3 separate regions of the Mus musculus genome follow, and regions 2 and 3 are each linked to region 1. The links are chromatin contacts, called in public HiChIP or PLAC-seq and promoter capture Hi-C maps. All regions are on one chromosome and are shown on one strand. Each heading gives the region's core, a stretch centred on a gene start, on an enhancer-like site or on the middle of the called end of the contact. The rest is flanking DNA. Distances are from core to core; before and after follow the strand shown. Region 1 holds the start of Elob (elongin B). Region 2 holds the start of Eci1 (enoyl-Coenzyme A delta isomerase 1). Region 3 holds the start of Mlst8 (MTOR associated protein, LST8 homolog (S. cerevisiae)).

The links. HiChIP or PLAC-seq counts read pairs in DNA pulled down with a chosen protein or histone mark. Capture Hi-C pulls out chosen DNA fragments and counts their contacts.
Region 2: a promoter capture Hi-C map of adipose tissue shows a contact between it and region 1. The contact joins the promoter of Eci1 here to the promoter of Elob in region 1. A contact is called at or near these places in 1 of 39 promoter capture datasets (cranial neural crest), 1 of 484 Hi-C or Micro-C datasets (the G1E-ER4 cell line), 2 of 115 datasets of contacts at active chromatin or transcription factors (T-cell acute lymphoblastic leukemia and regulatory T cell precursor) and 1 of 9 other capture datasets (adipose tissue).
Region 3: a contact with region 1 is called in a FOXA1 HiChIP or PLAC-seq map of pancreatic cancer cells. The contact joins the promoter of Mlst8 here to the promoter of Elob in region 1. A contact is called at or near these places in 2 of 115 datasets of contacts at active chromatin or transcription factors (microglia and pancreatic cancer cells).

What each region holds. Positions count from the first base shown.
Region 1 is chr17:23,826,497-23,830,402 of GRCm38.p6, reverse strand. Elob (elongin B) reads left to right here and starts at 1,294. Exons shown (of 4, transcript NM_026305.2): 1 at 1,294-1,320; 2 at 1,425-1,559; 3 at 2,830-2,935. The coding sequence starts at 1,318.
Region 2 is chr17:24,424,619-24,429,191 of GRCm38.p6, reverse strand. Eci1 (enoyl-Coenzyme A delta isomerase 1) reads right to left here and starts at 2,509. Exons shown (of 7, transcript NM_010023.4): 1 at 2,450-2,509; 2 at 2,253-2,339. The coding sequence starts at 2,489. It overlaps Rnps1 (RNA binding protein with serine rich domain 1), which reads right to left. Exons shown (of 9, transcript NM_009070.2): 9 at 3,294-4,106. The coding sequence ends at 4,007.
Region 3 is chr17:24,476,767-24,480,669 of GRCm38.p6, reverse strand. It overlaps Mlst8 (MTOR associated protein, LST8 homolog (S. cerevisiae)), which reads left to right and starts at 1,592. Exons shown (of 9, transcript NM_001252464.1): 1 at 1,592-1,658; 2 at 2,212-2,350; 3 at 2,508-2,559; 4 at 2,645-2,807; 5 at 3,165-3,240; 6 at 3,337-3,489. The coding sequence starts at 2,222.

The DNA.
Region 1 (3,906 bases), core at 45-2,544:
TCTCTACAGAATTCTATTAACATGGTGTGGGGACTAGAAACTTGCTGGGGAGGTCTGGGAACTGTTACTAAGTAGCTGAGGATGTCTGGAAACTGCTGCTGACCCACTGTCCTTGCATCAGACGAGGTAGTTGGGACAGTCCATTACCTGGACATGAAGGCTGGAGCCTAGGGTTTTGTTTTGTTTTGTTTTTTTAAATCATCAATTGACTTCCCTGGACTTGCCCAGTTTTTAGGCCTAGTGTCCTTAACTGCCAATTTGAAGTCTGTCGTGAAGTCAGCCTAGCCTTCTCAAGGCTGTTAAAAACAATGGTCTCCAAGTAATCAGGATTTCCCCAGGAATCTCATGTTGGAATAAGGAAGGGTTTGACCTGAAACAGATGTCACAGCTCATCAGGCCATCTTGTAGGACAGTCAAATGATGGGCCATACCTTGCCTAACACTACTCATTTGTTCCATTTCAGTTTAAACAAACTCCACAGTCGACTTGGGAAAGTCACTGGACCTCTTCTTATGGCCACATTAAGTAAACCTATCAATGCTTTTCACTATTAACACTTTTTAGTTGGTGTACTGGGACCAGGTGGCCAAGTCTAGCTAGAGTGGACCCTAATAACTACAGCAGAAGTCTCGAAGAGCAATAGTTTCTCTAGCTCCTAAGAGGCCACAAAGCATGGCTGAATTGGATTTAACAAACCCTTAGACCCAAGCCTAGAGCTGGATGAGGAGAATACACAGTGGTGATCTTAGATCCAAAATTGTACATCGTCTCAAAATGGCTGTAAAGTTACCCCTCACATTCCCTGCAAGAGCTTGACCCATAAATAAACGTGGGCTGGAGAGATGGCTCGATGATTATGAGGACTGGCTGTTCTTCGAGGAGTTAGCTAGGTTCGATTTCCTGCACCCCACACGACCAGAGGACCCGACGGCCCTCTTCTGGCCTTCCCAAGCATTGCATGTAACAGTTGCATAGGCATAAATGCAGATAAAACACTCATATAAAATTGTTCATGGCAGATATGCATGAGTAGCTCTCCGTGACTCACTCTCTACGCCCCAAAGCAAGCCCAGCTTGCACCACGGATCCGAGACGGGCTCAATATATAACCACCTATAACCCAGACACCGAGATGGCGGCCAAGCACAGGAAGTGGCTTCCGGATCGCTTAAGATGGCCGCAACGGCGTGGGAGGGGCTGCAGGATAGGGGGCGGGGCGGGCGGGGCCGCGCAGAGCACGCTGGGTCGCGCTTGGGCTGCCGGGAAGGGGCGGAGCGCGGCCGCGCCGGCGCGTCGAGCCAGAAGCAGCCGCCGGGATGGTGAGCGGGCGCGGGGGGGAGGGGCGCGGGGCCGGGGGCGGCGGGGGCTCCGGGGCCACGCCGGGGGCCGCGGGCTAGCGCTGACGCGGGCCCGCCGTCCTCAGGACGTGTTTCTCATGATCCGGCGCCACAAGACCACCATCTTTACGGACGCCAAGGAGTCGAGCACCGTGTTCGAACTGAAGCGCATCGTCGAGGGCATCCTCAAGCGGCCGCCAGAGGAGCAGCGGCTTTACAAGGTGCGACGAGCGGGCGTGGCGGTTGCGCGCGCGGGGGTCCAGACAGGACACTTAACAAGGAGGTCTCTTGATCGTGCTGAAGAGCCGGCAGCATCAGGTCTCCCGGCAGCCGCCCCGCCCTGCCAGGCCGTCTTGCTCAGCGGTTGGGGAAACCGAGGCCTCGATAATCTTACGCAGCCGAAGGTCGTGGCAGAGCCAGGGTTTGTTCCTGGCTAGCCACCTTCGGCCTGTCGGGAGCCCACCGGAATCCCACTGTCACAGGGTGGGGTGGAACTCGAGGAATGCAAGTGTTGTTTAGAAGATAGGTCAAGATCCCACCAGTGATTCACCCAGCCAGTGTTTACCCTCGCCAGTCTTCTGATGTTCTAGAAACACTTGGCATTCAAGCTCACCTCCAGAAGCCAGCTCCAGTTTTGAATAAGCTAGCCTGCGGAGTTGGGTCCTCATGCCCCAATCCCGAGTCAGGCTTCCCAGAAGCGTGCCAGTAATCTAAATACATTGAGCTAATTCCAGCTGTAACTCCAGATTAGAGCCTGGATTCATGTCTCTAAAGGGCTTTTCTCACTGATACCCACTGATCTTTTTCTTGAAAGACCCTCTGCTGGTCTAGGAACCACATAGTGTTTTTAGTGCTGCTTTCTATGCTCCTCATAATTCCCGTTTTAAGGTTAAGGTTGATTTTTAAAAGAAAGGTGGGGAGTGGAGAGAAAAACTTGATAGGACTCAGGGGTGCAGCTGTGTTTAGTGTTAACATAACCTGTATGAAAGCCTAGGTTAGATCACCAGGCGGAAAAAACTGGGCAATAATCCTGTTTGGGAGCTAGATGTAGGAGGATCAGAATTTCAAGAACAAAATACTGTTTGAGATATTTTCTCAAAAAAAAAAAAAATTCCAACTACCTTTTGAATTAGATATATCTAGAGAGCTTGGAAAAGCCAGAATTCAGAGGCCTGTGAGTTTTATTTTTGTGTGTGTGATACCTGCTCTCATACAGTCCAGGTGCTCAGGTGCTCTGGAGGCCAAAGGGATCAGATCTCATGGAAGTGGAATTGTGAACCAATCTATATGGGTGCTAGAAAATGCCCTTGGAAGTCTCTGCCAGAGCTTTTAGCTGCTGTAAGCCATCAGTGCAGTCAGAGCTGGAAATTCTTGGATATAGTCCTGGAATATGTGTTTTATACTTAGGGATGCCTCTTCCTAAGTTCCTCACCTAAGTTGGCTGTCTTTGGGACCTTAGGACCTCTCCCTAAACCCTGCTTCTCTCTTCAGGATGACCAGCTCCTTGATGATGGCAAAACTCTGGGCGAGTGTGGCTTCACTAGCCAGACAGCACGGCCACAGGCCCCAGCCACAGTGGGCCTGGCCTTCCGAGCAGGTAAGATGGCTAACCTGGATGGATGGTAGCTAGCATCTGGTAACATCCAAAGAACAACAACTTTGGAAGCCTATACTGCTCCTCTGAGCTTTTAGGGAATACCTTTTCAGTCCACAAAGATCATGAAGTATTTGTTTCCTTGTTAAAAAACAAAGCATAGGGACTGGAGACATAGCTCAGCAATTTAAGGGTAGCTCTTCCAGAGGAGTTGGGTTCCATTCTAGGTCAGAAGTGTAATTGTACATCAGGGGACTGAAGCCTTCTTTAGTGTTCTTGAGCACCAGGCATGTACTTGGAGCAGACTTACATGCAAAGGGCCCATACACATAATTTTTAAAACTTGAAACATAAACAAGAGGTGTGGAAATTAAAGGTAACTTGTAGGTTCCTGGTACCACCCACATTTTTAACAGGATTTATTGAGTCCATGGCCTTATTCCACCTGATCTTTTTGTTTGTTTTCTAGAAAGAGTTTATCTATATAGTTTGGTTTTCTGTTTTTTAGACCCAGAGTTTAGTCCTGGCTGACCTGTAATTTGCTCTGCCTCTCAAGTGCTGGGATTAAAGATATTCCCCACTGAACCCAGCTCCGCCTAATTTTTTCATAGTAGCCTTGTGAGGCCATTGTCTTCACTTTGCAGATTTTGAAACTAGGACAATGAAGTGCTATAGATGACAGGCAGACTATAATGCACTTACTTGGCTGGAACAGATACCATGCCAGATTTAGCAAATCACCTTTTTTGTTTGTTTGGGGTTTGTTTGTTTTTGTTTTTTTGAGACAAGGTTTCTCTGTTATAGCCCTGGCTGTCCTGGAACTCACTCTGTAGACCAGGCTGGTCTCGAACTCAGAAATCCGCCTGCCGAGTGCTGGGACTAAAGGTGTGTGCTACCACACCCCGACAGATTGTGCCAGATAGACACGACAAGTGAAGCAAGTGATTTGGGAAAGTTAGATCATGTTATACCTA
Region 2 (4,573 bases), core at 1,260-3,759, 600 kb before region 1:
GTGGGAGTAGAAACCAACTTCTTGGAACAAGGTGCATAGCAGATAAACTCTTGAATGGTGGGTTGAGCAGAATGCCCATTGGAAGCGCCTGCTAGGCAACACTGGAGAAATGGTGAAACAGGTCAAAAAACCCATCGTCATATCAAGTGAACCTCTGCCAAAAAGACCCTGTGTCAACTCAGAAAGAGACTATTTCTGTGCTAGCAATGTTCACAGTCTTTAGGGTGTTTATGTGCTGGGGACTTAAAAGTGTGAGCTAGAAGAAGCTGGAGAGATGGCTTAGTGGTTAAGAATACTGGTTGCTTTTCTAGAGGACCTGGGTTTGATTCCTAACACCTACATAGCAGCTCATAACTGTAACTCCAGTTCCAGGGGATTTTTTTTTTAAGTTTTCTTTTTAAGAATTATTTATTTAAAAAAAAAAAAAAAAAGCCGGGCGGTGGTGATGCACACCTTTAATCCCAGCACTTGGGAGACAGAGGCAGGTGGATTTCTGAGTTCGAGGCCAGCCTGGTCTACAAAGTGAGTTCCAGGACAGCCAGGGCTACACAGAGAAACCCTGTCTCGGAATAAAAAAAAAAAAAAAAAAAAGAAAAGGAAAAAAAAAGAAACACACACACATACACACAGACAGACAGAGAGAATTATTTATTTATTTTATGTATATGAGTACACTGTAGCTGCCTTCTGACACACCAGAAGAGGGCATTGGAACCCATTACAGATGGTTGTGAGCCACCATGTGGTTTCTGGGAATTGAACTCAGGATCTCTGGAAGAGCAGTCAGTGCTCTTAACCTCTGAGCCATCTCTCCAGCCCTTCAGGGGATTTTAACATCCTATTTTTGGCCTCCACAGGCCAAAACATACAGGAAGGCAAAAACAAACAAACACCAAAAATCCTCCAAACCCACGTACATAAATAAAATAAATTAAAAAAAAAAAAGAAAAAAGTAAAGTGTGACAAACACTTGTGATCACAGCTCTTGGGAGGTAGAGGCAGGTGGGTTAAGTCTCAGCCACACAGTTACATGAGTTCCAGGCCAGCCTGGGATAAATAAAATCCTGTCTCAAACAAAAAAAACCAACAAAAACCCCATAAGCTAAAGGGACATATGGACTTTTAAATTTTGCCTTTGAAATATAGGGACCATTGGCTCTACAAAACCAAAAAAAAAAATAAATAAAACCAGTTGCTATTTTACCTTTGCTTTTTCACTAGAGATACATAAGTTACGTACTTATTACTTAAAATTATATATAAAATATATAGGTAAATATATACATGTAAAAATATATGCCACTACCTTATTACTCTAAATTGTGATGACATCTACATGATAGTCTAAACATCTTGTCACCTTTAAGTGTATAATCCACTGACTTTGCCATGGTATAGTTTTTACTGCTACCTATTGTAGTATTTTTATTTATTTCCTTTTGTGGTACTGGGATTGAAGCCTGCAGGTCTGGCACTATTAAGGCACTTCTTTCTCTCTCCAGTGCACTCATATTCTATCACTCTGGGGGGGGGGGAATCCAGACTTTGCAGACTTTGACCTCCATGTCTAGGTTGAATGCTCCCTCCCCCTATAGACTGTGATCCTAAGCTCTAGCCCTAGCTCTGTCCTCCCCTCCCAGGTTTTTCTTCCATAAGTGCATTGTCACTGTCCTGGAAAATTACAATCTCCCCCTCTCCCCGCATCGTCACTTTAAAAAACAAAACAGCACAGGAAAAGCAGGCTCCAGCCGTAGCCCAGGTTGGCCTCAACTTCACCATCCTCCTGCCTCTGCTTGTGAGGGGAGGTGCTTCCTTCTGTTGTGGGCAGGGAGCGACCCAACATTAACTAGGAAAATGTTGCTGTGCCACATTCCAGTATTAGGAAAATATTCAAAAACGCTCCCAATCATTTTTGTGAGATTTTTGAGACACTGTCTCACGTGGCTCAGACTGGCTTCAGCTGAGTTTACAAGCATGAGCCACCGCCGCAAGCTATAATCATTCTTAACTAATAGTTTAAGTAACAGACCATAACTTTAGGAACTTTAACCAAAGCTTTAAAAACTCACCCATTCTGTCATTTAAACCGCCCGGTATGAACTTAGGTTTTAATCAGAATCTGAGTTTATGTGAGCTTATGCTCACTCCCTGCTTTTGGGAATTCCAAGAGCTCATCGTCAGCCCGACCTCACAGACCGTGTGGGCTCGGAGCCCGAGGACATGAACGAGATGTGGCCCTCCCTCCCTCTCACCTGCCGGGCCCTCCGTCTCCACCAGCACCCGCTTGTTAGCGAAGCGCCGCGCGCCGTCCACCGCTTCCCTGCGCCCGAGGCGGGATCCTGCAGACAGCCCGGAGCACGTTAGCAAGCACGCCCAGACTCTCGCCACCGCCGCCCGCGCACCCAGCCCTGTGAGGCCCTGCACCAGCGCTCTCGCCCGGGCCACGCACCCGCGTGCAGCAGAAGGCGACGCGCAGCAGCCAGCGCCATCTTGGATATCAGTGGGGACTACAGAGCCAGCGGCTTCGCTTCCAGCCCGGCCTTGCAGACTCCTCCTCTCCGGCCGGCCCCGCCCCACAAGGCCAAGGTTAGCCAGTCCGCAGCGTCCAGAGGACTGGGTTTCCCCTGTGCCAGTTAGGGCAGGGTGTGTGTCCAAGAGTGCTTTCATTCTGCTGGGGCGAGCTGCCAGAGCTCAGAGGCACTTGCAGAGCTGGGATTAGGACCATAAATCAAGGCTGGCACCGTAGTGAAAAACAGACGGCCTTGCCAGCACAGGGGTGACTGGGAGGCTTTACCTAGGCTATTTGCCCCAAATAGTGCATTTTTATTTGACTCAATACTCAAGGGGCACAAACACAAGAAGTCTTCCTTTTATTCTTTTTTTTTTTTTTTTTTTGGTTTTTTGAGACAGGGTTTCTGTGTAGTCCTGGCTGTCCTGGAACTCACTCTGTAGAGCAGGCTGATCTTGAACTCAGAAATCTGCCTGCCTCTGCCTCCCAAGTGCTGGGATCAAAGGCGTGCGCCACCACGCCGGGCTGAAGTCTTCCTTCTTGGTTAAGACTTTTCTTCTGTGGTGCACCAGTATGAGACAGAAGAGAGAACTGTCCCTCCCAGTTTTCCTGCGGCGGCAGCATCTCAGGCAGAGTCAGCTTCTGAGCCCCAGGCCGTCTCACCACCTGTCCTCCTGGCTTTTAGAAATGCCACTTTGGGGATTAAACTCAAAGTGAGTTCTTAGTTGAGTCATACAAATTATGACTCTTCTGGACTAAGACAGACAGTAAAACCAGCACTCAATTTGCATTCTAATCCTAGGTTTTATTCAACAGTCCTTTCACTCTACACAAGTACAAACACAACCTTATCTAAAATGCTACAAAGTTATAAAACTCAAAACAAATTTTATAGTACTGACTGTACAATAAAAGCAAAAAGGGGCAATGTACACACTGCCAAGGTTAACCTGCAACATCACCATGAATGGCAGGTGACAACGGGGTGGGGTAGGTTTCATGAGGACCCTGTAGAACTGGCTCACAAATTCTAGAAAGTAACAGAGACACGGGGACAGAAAGGTAACCATTTGTGGAGGAATCCTTCAAAGGTTTTAGCCCTCTAAGTTGAAGCGTACTCAGCAGGGCATGGTCGGCCGAACAGAAGAGCAGTGTGGTCCTTTGCACAGGTGTGGCACAGCGGGGGCTAGACCAGGCTGTCTGGTTCTGGGTCATCTGTGGAAATCCGTGTGCTGCCATAGGTTCCAGCTGGCTCTGCTACCAGCCTATCAAGAACTGAAGGGATGAACTTTCTAGCCAGAAAACTACAGGGCACCTCTATGGGAGCAGCCGTGAACCAACAGTAGCTCTACAAGCCAGAACCCTTCTGTAGAGGAGATATCTCAACTGCTGTACCCAGTAAGGGATCCTTCTCTACAGACCCTCACTTGGCTAGAGAAAAGGACAAAACAGAGTCTGGGGAACATAAGTTACAGAGGTACGAATCAATGTCCCTGCTTATCGGGAGGAGTTGGAGCTGGATCGGCTCCTGTGGCGGCGGCGGCCAGGAGAGCGAGACCTCCTACGCACAGGGGACCTGCGTCTTGGGGATCGAGACCTGTGGGAAGAGAAGCCTGGTCAGCCAAGAGTGCAATATTCAAACAGCACAGCTATGGGACAGACTGGCCTTTCTAAGACAATTCTTTTTCTGTTCACAACCCCAAACGGTGGCTTCTGCTATGTCTCACCCGAAAGCCCCCCCCCCGCCCCCTTCTGGTTTTTCGAGACAGGGTTTCTCTGTATATAGCAGGCTATTCTGGAACTAGATCCACAGACCAGGCTGGCCTCGAACTCCCAGAGATCTGCCTGCCTCTGCCTCCCAGGTGCTAGAGTTAAATGCGTATGCCACCCTGCCTGAAAGACAGAGGGTCTCTTGGGACCCACGACAGCACAGACTCTTGAACTGGTTCCTTGGAAGGGACTCACCTGCTTGTCAACACCACAGATTTTGACTGTCCTTTCTCTGGCCAACTCCCAGTACCACATGCTGACCTGCTTTCTACATCCAACCCCAAAGGACTAAAA
Region 3 (3,903 bases), core at 343-2,842, 650 kb before region 1:
TGGGAAGAGATCATGAGAAAGCAAGGACAACTTTGTAGAGCTGGGTAATAAAAATGGAGGCATGATAGCAGAATTGTCACCAAGAGACCAGAGAGACTTCACCTAGCCACTGATGGGGACAGATGCAGAGTGCCACAACCAAATACTAGGCGGAGTTTGGAGTCCTGCAGAGGAGGGGGGGGGGATTAGAAGAACTAGAGGGGTCAGGAACACCACAAGAACACAGAGGGGCCGGTGGACCTCCTGGGGTCTTGCAGAGTCAGAGAGCTGCTAAGGCTCTGACCTAGGTCCTCTGCATATAAGCTTGGTGTTCTGGAATCCTAACAGGGCTGGGCTGTCCCTGACTCTGCTGCCTGAGATCCTTCTCCTCTTGCTGGGTTGCCTCTTTCAGCTTTAAAGTGATAGTATGTGCCTGGTTTTATTGTAGCTTGTGTGTGTTTGGTTGATGTCCCTGGGAGGCCTGCTCTTTCCTGAGGGGAAGTACTTGGTGGTGGTGGTGGTGGGGTGAATCTGGGAGAGAGGAGAGAGGAGAGGAGAGGCTTGGGGGAGGGGAGGAAGAGGAAACTGCAGTTGGGATGTAATATAGGAGAGAATAATATTTATATTCCAGCTAGGCTTTCCCCAGCTAGGAATATAAATATTATTCTCTCCTATATGCCTCTGCCTCCCAAGTGCTGGGATTAAAGGCTGCGCCGCCACCACCACCCGGCTAATTTGCTGTTCTTGAATCAGATGTTCTACACCTATCTGTTCAATGTTATTTAGTAGACACATAAAGCTGTTGAGTGCTTGTAATGTATCTATCTAGTCTAAATTGAAACTATTCACAAGAACATGATGCACACTATATTTCAGTTTAAAATAAAAAAGCACAAAATATTTATGTTGAATGTGTTAAAAGAATATTTTTATATATTGGGTTAAATAAAAAGTATTATTAAAAATTTTAAAAAATGGAGGCATGAGAGTCTGCAGTTTTAAACGAGTTTCTGGGCTAGCTTATGTGCCCTCAGGATCAGGCTGAAAGGGTCTAGACTATGGCTACCAGATAAAGCAAATAGAAGTAACAGACTGCCCAGTTGCATTCAAACTTCTTGTAAGAAAGTAATTCTTTTAGTACAGTGTTTGAGATATGCCTATACTAAAAGAAAAAGAGAGAGAGAGAAATTAAGAAATTAAGAAATTAAGAAAGAAAGAAAGAAAGAAAGAAAGAAAGAAAGAAAGAAGGAAAGAGAGAAAAGCTAGGAAGGAAGGAAAAAAGAAAAGAAAAAATGATTTTTATCTGAAAATTTTGCATTACCTAGAAATTCTAGCTTGGTTGGTAGGGTAGGTGATTGTGTATGTCTGCGGGGGGTGGAGGGACGACGACAGTGTAATTCCTTCTGGGAGCCAAGTCTGGAAAATAGGCAGCAGTACCATGGCTGTAGTTCCCAGTGAGTTGAAGGGTGGCGTCGCGGCTGATGGCCATTCTGAGCACGATCACTTCTGGAGTTCTTCGTCTCAGAACTCTGGTATCCCTTTCAACTCCCCCACTCCCCGGACCCATGGTCTCGCCCGGAGTTACTATCGATAGCTCTACGCTCGGCCCGGCTTCTATCGACTAGCTCCTCCTCGCCTCGCCGTCCTGGACTAAGGCAGAGTGCAGAGCGTGTGTTAAGGTACGGGGGACACGGGATGAGGGCTGCTACCGACCACTGGGTGGCTAGGAGAGTGCGGTCGGGGTAATCGGGCCGGTAACACAGAGCCAGGGCGGTGTGCAGAGCACTGGGGAGCGCGGGGGTCCTGCCAGATAGCGCCCCCACCCATCCGATCCCAGTGCCGGTCAACTACGCATGCTCAGCAGCAGCAGTGCCGGGCTTTTCCTTAGTCGCCATGCGCATGCGTTGCCTACCCTTGCGAGAGACGGCGCCCGGGCGATGGCCTTCTGCGTGTGACTGCCTCCTGCTGGCTGCTGGCGAGGTGGCGTCTCCAAGCGTGAGGGTGAAGCTGAAGGAACACTCTCCCGGGAGCAAAGTAGCCGGAGTCTTTTTTTTTGAGACTGTCAGCGTGACCCTGAACACTCTTATTTTTCTTAGTTTTAAAGTGAAGTTAATACCGGTACACTGTAGTGTGCAGATTGTTATGCGTACATCTTTTCTCTCCAAACGTTTTGACCTTTGGACCTTACTTATCACCTCTTGGCCCAGTGCAGGTCTCATTTTTTTTCTCCAGCCATCAAACAATGAATACCACCCCAGGCACAGTGGGCAGTGACCCTGTCATCTTAGCAACTGCAGGCTATGACCACACGGTGCGCTTTTGGCAGGCTCACAGTGGAATCTGCACTCGAACAGTGCAGCATCAGGACTCTGTATCCTCCTCTTGGCAGCAGGATGGTGCTGGCCAGAATTAAGTATGAATGATATGTGTTTGGGGAAACTCAGGCCAGGTGGTGGAGGTCTTGATGGCCTTGTAGCCCCAAGGTTTCCCTCTCTGGGTTCTCTTCCTGTTATCCTTAACATGCTCAGCAGGTAAATGCATTGGAGATTACTCCGGACCGAAGCATGATTGCTGCTGCAGGTACCTGAGATTCTCGACCTCTGACCCTTTACTGGCCGTAGTTCTACCTGGCACACCCATGCTTCAATTCCCCCTGTGTCCCTAGGTTACCAACATATCCGCATGTATGATCTCAACTCCAATAACCCCAACCCCATCATCAGTTATGACGGAGTCAGTAAGAACATTGCATCAGTGGGCTTTCACGAGGATGGTCGCTGGATGTATACAGGTGGCGAGGACTGCACAGCTCGCATCTGGGACCTCAGGTGGTGTTGTGTGTTGGGCTGAAGAGGACGGCTGCCCGGGGAGTGGGCAGGCCAGGGGATTGTCTGTGGGCAGGCTATTCTGCAATCAGTTAGTCTTAGTGCAAGAGGGGTTGAGCGGGCGATGGAGGGAAGGTAGAAAGCAGAATAGAATTACATCAGAGAGCTAGCCTTGCCTTGAGGCTAGGGGGCCAGACTTTCCTTCCCTTTTCACTGACCTCAAGCTTGTGGAGAAAGAGCTAAACTTCACAACCATTTCTCCTAAGGTAGAAGCAACTCCTTTGAGCAGAGAATGGGGGCTTTTGGTAGAGGCATGGATCAAATCCATTAGAAGCCATGTGTAACCTTAACTCCCCACAGGTCCCGGAACTTGCAGTGTCAGCGTATCTTCCAGGTGAACGCACCCATTAATTGCGTGTGTCTGCATCCCAACCAGGTGAGGAATGCTCATGGGGCCAGGTGTCAGGGGTGGGGTGGGGACTTTAGAGGACAAGAGTATTGCTACATTTCACCTCCCTCCCCTACATCCTAGGCAGAACTCATTGTGGGTGATCAGAGCGGTGCTATCCACATCTGGGACCTGAAGACAGACCACAATGAGCAGCTGATTCCCGAGCCTGAGTCTTCCATCACGTCTGCTCACATCGACCCAGATGCTAGCTACATGGCAGCCGTCAATAGTGCCGTGAGTGCTGGGAGTGGCTCCGGGGGCATCTTGGCACCTAGCCCCTTATCTTCTGCACTTGAGTTGACTCCCTGGTTCTCTCTCAGGCCTCCCTGAGCTTCCACCCAGCTCCCAAAGTCAGGCACCTGGGTACCACTCCTCATGTCCACCTTGCGGTCTGCCATAGCCCCACCCATCAGGGCCAGTTATTTCTCCTTTCGTGTTCCAGTCCATGGCTTTGCTCATCCTTGACACTAATAAGTTTCTCTGTGGCCTTCCTGGGATGCCTGTTCTGCCCCCCTTCAACCATGCAAGTATCCTTTAGTCTTCCTGGCAAGCTGCACTGTTCTGAGACCTTAAGAAGCAACTCCTCATGGACTGTGGATGCTTTAGTTTGGGCCCTGCTCTCATCTCTAGTCTCCTATTTTCCTTTTA